Regions from separate parts of the Ovis aries genome. Here region 1 is linked to region 2. The links are chromatin contacts, called in public Hi-C maps. All regions are on one chromosome and are shown on one strand. The core of a region is the stretch at or near the end of the contact, and the rest is flanking DNA. Distances in the headings are between cores, read along the strand shown. Region 1 holds the start of ARID4B (AT-rich interaction domain 4B). Region 2 holds the start of TOMM20 (translocase of outer mitochondrial membrane 20).

Region 1 (3,720 bases), core at 823-3,322, 170 kb after region 2:
TTTCATCCTAAAGTGGGTTAAAAAAATATGGCAGCATTCAATCACATATTCTCTAAAGTGAAAAAACAACCTGTACTAAGTTTATGACTATAATTTCTTCAACCATTTAAGCAAACCATACTCTTTTAGACAATATCCTCCATTCAGTTAACATGTTTACATTTAAAAGGAACCTGGCAATCGGTTTTATCACAATGCAATACAGCATCTGATAATTTATAGACCTAATGGATCAGCAGAGGAAAACACACCATATAATCCTAAATCCCCGGAAATACAAGGAACAACTAACTGCTGTCTCTGAATTATGTAAAGATCACCAACATTCTCTTCAAAAAATCTTTCAATTAAGATTATATTTAATTCTCCTAAGCAAGGAGGTCTTCGGTTAAAAATTGACAATACTGTTCACACAATAAATGAGATGTTCTTTCATCAGTGTAACCGATAGAACCACAATACAGTTCAGTTTCTAGAATCAGATTACTTGACCTGCTTTTAAAACACTTAAATTCACGCAGCTATTTCTCTCATTCCCCGAAAAGAGAGAGGTTCTATAAGGAAAAATCATCCTCAGCGAGATATCCTATAACCGGCTCCAACTCCACAGCAAAGCCCACCGATATCCACACCAGCTGACCCTCGTCGTCTCCGGGGACGAGCTCGGGCGCCAAGCCACCACACACACCTTCCTCAGCAAAACTCGTTGGGGCCCCCTACCCGAACTCAATCAAAGCCCCCACTTCCTAGATTCTCTGGCCCCCAGGCTCGTCTTCTGGAGATCTTACCTTCATGATGATCCTGGGGCCGCGATCTCCCCGAAAATACCAGATTCACCTGCACCTGGAGAAGAAACAAAAGACACCCCGTCAACATCACGGGCACCCCTCTGCACTGGCGGAGGCGGAGGGACTCCAGCGAAGCCTGCACGCCGAAAAGGAGCTCAAGGAGGCGTCAGCCCCCAAACCACCAAACGCCGATCCAGGGTCCCCCTCTGGCCCCGCCATCCTCGCAAACCTGGCCACCTACACAGCTCGACAGCTTCCCGTCCCCATTGTCGGGACCCGACGGAGTTTCCCGTCTCCGACAATGACGCCATTTCTGTCAGAGAAGAAACTCACAACAAGCCTGGGGGCCGGCGCGGGGCCGGCCGCCCTCCTGCCCGAGGGCCTCCGCGCCGTTCCGGCAGCTCCCCCTCGAAAGGGCCGCGCACCCCAAGTCCAAGCGGGCGCAAGCCGGGCCTGGGGGAGCACAGCAGGGGCGACGGACGGGCCGGGCGGGCCGCGAGCTGCACCGACCAGCCGCAGAGCCTCAGCCCACGTCCCGCTCCGAGATGGACACCCGACAAGTGGGAGCGGGATCCGAGGGGACAGCGAGAGCGCCGAGGGGGCCAGGAGGCGGCAGAGCTCCCCCACCGACCCGGGCCCCCCACCGCGGCCGAGGGACGCTAAAGCGCTGAGTGTGCGGCCGCCAGGCTGGGGGGCGACTCGGACTCGGCAACTGCGGGGGGCGGGGGAGCTGCACGGAGGCCGAGGCCCCGAATTTCCGTGCCCGGGGAGACCACCAAAGCGACCTTCCCCGGGTCCTCGGCCGGGCCCAGTGACTCCCTTAATGACCCCCTTACGAGACCGCGAAAGCCTCAGAAAATGTCCCTACCTTCCTCGGAGGCGAGCTCCGACTCTGGCACGTCCAGAGTCCCCTCCCCTGCTCCCCCCCAAAACCAGCAGGCCCGGGGGAGAGATGGGGGAAGAAGGGCGGCGGGTCCAGCGGTTGCTGAGGCTGAAGCTCCGGCTCCTCCTCCTCCCGCGGCGGCGACTGGTACCTTTGTTTGGCGGCCGCTCGGGCTCCCTCGCTGGGGGGAGGGGGGACGACGAAAAATCTCTCCTGGACTGGAGGTCTGGGCCCCCAATCGCGCTGCCCTCCACAGGACGGCGGCGACAGACCCTCTGCGACTCCCTCCGAGCAAAAGTCCAGGCGGTGGCCGTGGCAGCGGCAAGCTTAAGCTGAAGAGTCTCCCTCCGCTCCGGCGCCCGAGCTCCTCACTCCGGACTCGACTGACGGGCAAACATCGCTTCCCCCCCCACCCCAAGTGCCCCCCTTCCCTCCTTTCTCCCCTCCCCTAGACTTTTTTCCCCTCCCCTACCTCTTTCCCGGATGGCTTCTTAGACGACCTCGGATTGGTTAGGCTTCTTTAGAACCCGCCTATACCCTGTTCCTATTGGTCCCCGCGATACAAACAACGACGCCATTTTCCCACCAGTTCTATGGAAACAGAAAGTTACGCCTCAAAGCTCCCCGGGAAATGTAGTCCAGCCTGTCGGACCAATGCGCGAAGCCTCCCCCCGGAGAACTGCAAGACCCGCAATGCCCCGCGCCTCCGTGAGACAGGCGGGGGGGAACGAAAGGGGGCGGAGCAACAAAGCGGAGGGGAGGTGGCAACGACGCCTGCGCAGTGTGACCGGGATGGCGCATTTTATTGCACCGAGTAATGCGGGGTCGCCGGCGGCCGAAGAGGGCGGAGAGTTCTGTGGTGAAATAGGGGAAAGTATTCATGTAGGCATCGGAAGGACCCTTACTCTGAACTATAAGGTGGGAAGCTGATACTGGGTACAGCTTACTCCCGGACCCGCGGCGTGAAAGTTGTGATATCATCCTCGAACCGTGAGTGGCTGTGGTGGCGGCTGGGGGGAACCCGGATGGGGAGGTGGGTGGGGGAGGCTGGGAGGCGGAGCTGAGAGGAAAGAAAGAAAGGAGGGTGAGGACCCGGATGCTGAACCGGATTGTGTATGAATTTTCCATCCTCTGGCTGGAGAAGGGGAGGAGCCGCAAGGGACCCAGTGGGGCGGAAGGGGCCCTCTGGGCGGAGAGGAAGCGGGCACCTCACCGACCCTGTGCTAGGGGAGTCGACGTTTGAAGCTCTTCTGCCAAGGCTGTGTTAAAAATCTGACTCGAAGTTAGTTAAATTCCCTCCCTGTATCTCCCCGGCAATTTTCTTCAGACCCATCCATCATCTCCTGGAGTTTGGACGGATGCGCTCTGCGCTCCGCAGCCGCCCTTATATTTGTGTGTCGATTTGGCAATACTGAAACCAGATCCTTCCCTTTAAAGAAAAAACAAAAAAAACCACTTTGCATGATATTATCACTTTTTCATGCCGGAGTGTGCCTTGAGTTTATCCTCTAACGCGTTGGAAGGCACTTGCCATTGGTTCCTTCGTTCATTTCACATATTTGAGCGCCTACCATGTGAAAAAACTGGTGTGGCCCCTGCCTTCCTGAATCCGAGCATAAGACGGACAGGATGGACACACACGTCAGTGTGAAATGGCAACAGGTGTGATTGCTACGAAAGAGAGTGTCACGGTGATATGAGAATTGGAAACAGGAAATTTGCCTTAGGGAGATGAGGGAAGGCTTTCCCGAGCAAGTAAAGATCGAGCTGAGAGCAGAAGGTTTAGCAGGAGTAAACTTAAGGAAAGAGCATTCCAGACAGAAACGGTATCATGTTGGAAAGCCTTATGCCAGCGGGAGCTTTTTAAAATATGAAGAACTGAGGCTGGAGGGCTGGGGTTTTGACTGCGAACCTGACACGCTTTGTTAGGGAGTTTTGTTCTGTTTAAGAGCCATGGGATAACGTGTATGGGTTCCCAATCAGAGAGGGGAGATAGGACCAGATTTGAATTTAGAAAAGGTCACACGGTGAAGAGTAGAGGACTAGAAG
Region 2 (3,672 bases), core at 387-2,886:
AAAAACCAAACCTGTGAAAATAACAGATTTCTCAATTTGTTCAAAATCACAGCTTTTATTATTTCTTCAACCAAAAATTAGTTTTCTCAAGGTTTTCAACAATAGGATTGCAGCGATTCCAAAGGAAGGGTTAATCCAGTCTTTACAGAGATCTACCTCCACACCACCACTGCCCAACTATTTCTTGGAAGCTACAGGAAAACGATAACAATTCCAATAATTACATTTACAGCAGGAATTTACAGGATGTTCTCCATGTCAAGAATGGTGGTGAGCACATCAAACATTTTAATCTTCACAAAACCAAAAAGAGGCAATACCTGATTTGCAAGCTAAGAAAATAAGATTCAGAAAACCCAAGATCATACTGCTAATCTGTGACTAACCTGGGTCAGGAAACTCAGTGTCTGAATCCAAAGCAGCATTATTTCCATTAGTTTACCTAACTATAAATAAAAAAATCACCTCTATATCCCTTTCTTCCTGAGACACAAGAGAGCCAGAATCAGGTATCACATTGCAGATGGTGTAAGAGCAGCAGTTTCCAGTAAGGTAGTCCCAGCCACGTGCAACCCAAGTACACGTGAAATGCTAATCACTTTTTCGTATTTTTCTGGGCTTTAGTAATTTACCTATACATTCTAGTTTCAGGAACTATTCTGACTGAGCAACCTAGGTAGATTACAAAATTATTTCTTAATGCAACAAATTTGCTCTTCTGTTGCTGCGAACGAGCATACCTCCGAAATTCAAAGCACACGAAAGGTTTTGGCGACACGATTTCCTTCTTGTAAATCTCTTTTAAAAGATGTCGCAGGTATGAAATAAGACTGAGCCACAGGAAACGTGCAGCCTTTTGGACGCCCCTGCGATTTCTATAGCATTCACTCATATCTTGGAAGCCTTTACAGTGGAGCTACCAAGAGGGTTTAAGAATGCATGCAACCTTATCGTTTGAGAATGATACTAAACTGGATTTGCAGGTTCAGTCTAAGCACAAATTCCTAAAATACAAAAAAAAAAAAAACACCACAAAAAAACCCACATTCGAGTTCGGAAGAGGCGAAAAAAGATAAACAGCAAAAAAGAGCCACAACCCCCTAAATTACAATACAAACCAATCTGCCCTTACATAGTACATGCTTAGGGAAAACAAAATGGGAAAAATCGTTCCTCCAAAATGGAGGGACGCTTTCGTTGGCACACGAGCCGGGAGCAACCCTGGAAGCGGCGCCATCACCTTTCTCTGGCGGGTGCGCTCCAGGGCCCAGACCCTGCAGCACCACGCGGCGCCCAGCACGCGGCGGGTCGGCCGGCGGGAAGCAGGGGACGAGGGCGCCGCGGGGGGAGGAGGAGGGAGGCCCAGGGAACCGGAGACCCACTCACGTTCTCGCAGCCTGTTCTTGAAGTTGGGGTCACTCCGTCTCTTGCGGTCGAAGTAAATGCAGTAACCGATGAAAAGGGCCCCGCACACGCCGGCGGCGATGGCGCTGTTCCGGCCCACCATCTTCTCTCCACCGAGGAGCCGGGTCGGCTGCGGCGGGGCCCTAAAAGAAGCCGTTGACCGCGAAGACCCAGATCCGAGTGCGCGGCTCCGTCCCGACGCCCGCCGCCCGCCGCGAGGGACGCGGAAAGACGGAACATGCGTCACTTCCGGCCCCCGTCGCCGAGGCCCCTGGGGATGTCCGCAGCAGTGCCTGAGGGGAGGCACCCGCGCCGCTTCTGCGCCTGCGCAGGTGCTTAAGTTCGCTACGGAGTCGAGCTACTGCGCGAGGTCGCGCACGTCCTTAAGAGCGTTTGAGCTTGACGTGATGAGGGTGGCACGTGGCCGTCGTGCGCACACTCCAGAGTGTGTGTAGCTGACTTCCTTGCTTGTGTCAAAGATGGAAGGTCACTGGTCGCAAATGCTTCATCATTTTATGTTACACAGGCGCCCTGTAACTCTTGTTTGATTCACTTTCATTTGGTTTCAAGCTCAGTCACAATCCGTTTTGCAGCAAGGACCATAATCTAGTGATTCGATTTCAAAAGATTGTTACGGTATAGTCTCAGGAGTGGAAGAAAATTAAATGGAGCGATTCCTGGAAAAGGATAACGGGTAAGAGACACAATGGAAAAAAATAGTAAACACTGAGTTGTCAAGCTGTCATACCCACTGAAGACATTATGTGTGTAGTTTAAATTTGAAAAGACATAGACGGGATCCTCTGAAACCTTTGGAGTGATAGGAATGTTTATTATAGACTGTAGTGTCCTGACAGTTTATGCGAAAGAGATGGTTCATCATGGGGCTGCCCAGCAAGACCTGAAAGACCAGGGTTGTGATTGGGCGGTTGGGACTTTGATCTGGGTGGTATCAGCCCTATTTCTGGGGGAAAGGAGGGGAAGGAGGCTGGAGAATAACTTCATGGAGTTCAACTTCATGACCTACATAAGTGAAGTTGCTCAGTCGTGTCCGACTCTTTGTGACCCCATGGACTGTAGCCTACCAGGTTCCACCGTCCATGGGATTTTCCAGGCAAGAATACTGGAGTGGGTGTCCATTTCCTTCTCCAGGAGATCTTCCTGACCCAGGATCGAACCCAGGTCTCCCTCATTGTAGGCAGACGCTTTACCGTCTGAGCCACCAGGGAAGGTAGGTTATGACCCACATAGGGAAGCCCAATGAAGGCTCTGGACACCGAAGCATGTGCCCTTCCGAGGTTGGCAGTACTCTGTACTTAGGAATCAACGTGCCATGTGCAAGGAGGGTGAGGTGTTCTGTCTTCTGGGAGGTGTTCAGGGAGGGAACAACAGAAGCTTTGAATTTGGGACTCGCCCATACCTTTCCCTTGTGCATGCCTCTTCTCTTTCCCTTTGGCTGGTTTTGGTTTATTCTTTTTTGGCTGCACAGCAAGGCTTGTGAAATCTTAGTTCCCTGACCAAAGGTTGAACCTGGGACTTAAGCAGTGGAAGTGCCAAGTCCTAACCACTGGACTACCAGGGCATTCCCTGGCTGCATTTTATGTATATCCTTTTGCTGTAATAAAACTGTAATCATAAGTAGAACATGTTCTTGAGTTCTGTGATTCCTTATGGTGAACCTGAGACAGGGAGTAGGAACCTCCAAATTACTAGCTGGTCGGTCAGAAGAGTGGCCTGGAGACACATCTCTCCCTGTATTTGTGACCTGTGTATTCTCATACAGCCATCTTGTCATACAGCAATACTGTCCCCATAACACAAAGTCTGGCTCAACTCTAGGGTAGATGGTGTCAAGCTGTTGCAGGGTACTTATGGAAACATTTAGCTGACATTCCTAACCTAGTCCAAGAGCTTGGGAAAGCCCTTTTGCTTGAGTGATAATGAACCTGTGCAAGTGTGCGTGCTAAGTCACTTCGGTCGTGTCTGACTCTCGGTGACCATATGAACCCTCCAGGCTCCTCTGTCTATGGGATTCTCCACGCAAAGAAAGAGTACTGGACTGAGCTGCCATGCCCTCTTCCAGAGCATCTTCCCAACCCAGGGACTGAACCTGAGTCTCTATGCCTCCTGCATTGGCAGGCAGTTTCTTTACCACTTGCGCCACCTGGGAACCTGAGATCCTATAAGACTGGAAATTTGATCAAAGGTACATGTACATTGCCTGGACTGGGGTGAGATGCGAAGGTGCATATATATCACAGCAAAGCA

What was found. Hi-C and Micro-C count contacts between places; a contact is called where the count stands out from the background.
Region 1: a Hi-C map of hypothalamus shows a contact between it and region 2, with 2.4 times the contacts expected there. The contact joins the promoter of ARID4B here to the promoter of TOMM20 in region 2. A contact is called at or near these places in 2 of 16 Hi-C or Micro-C datasets (hypothalamus and skin fibroblasts).

What each region holds. Positions count from the first base shown.
Region 1 is chr25:7,436,006-7,439,725 of ARS-UI_Ramb_v3.0, forward strand. It overlaps ARID4B (AT-rich interaction domain 4B), which reads right to left and starts at 2,073. Exons shown (of 23, transcript XM_060406727.1): 1 at 1,823-2,073; 2 at 789-843. The coding sequence starts at 794. It overlaps GGPS1 (geranylgeranyl diphosphate synthase 1), which reads left to right and starts at 2,452. Exons shown (of 4, transcript XM_004021362.6): 1 at 2,452-2,661.
Region 2 is chr25:7,267,168-7,270,839 of ARS-UI_Ramb_v3.0, forward strand. TOMM20 (translocase of outer mitochondrial membrane 20) reads right to left here and starts at 1,637. Exons shown (of 5, transcript XM_027962445.2): 1 at 1,387-1,637. The coding sequence starts at 1,507. LOC114110915 (small nucleolar RNA SNORA14) reads right to left here and starts at 941; the gene lies at 807-941. It overlaps LOC132658656 (a long non-coding RNA gene), which reads left to right and starts at 1,862. Exons shown (of 2, transcript XR_009598569.1): 1 at 1,862-2,098; 2 at 3,419-3,672.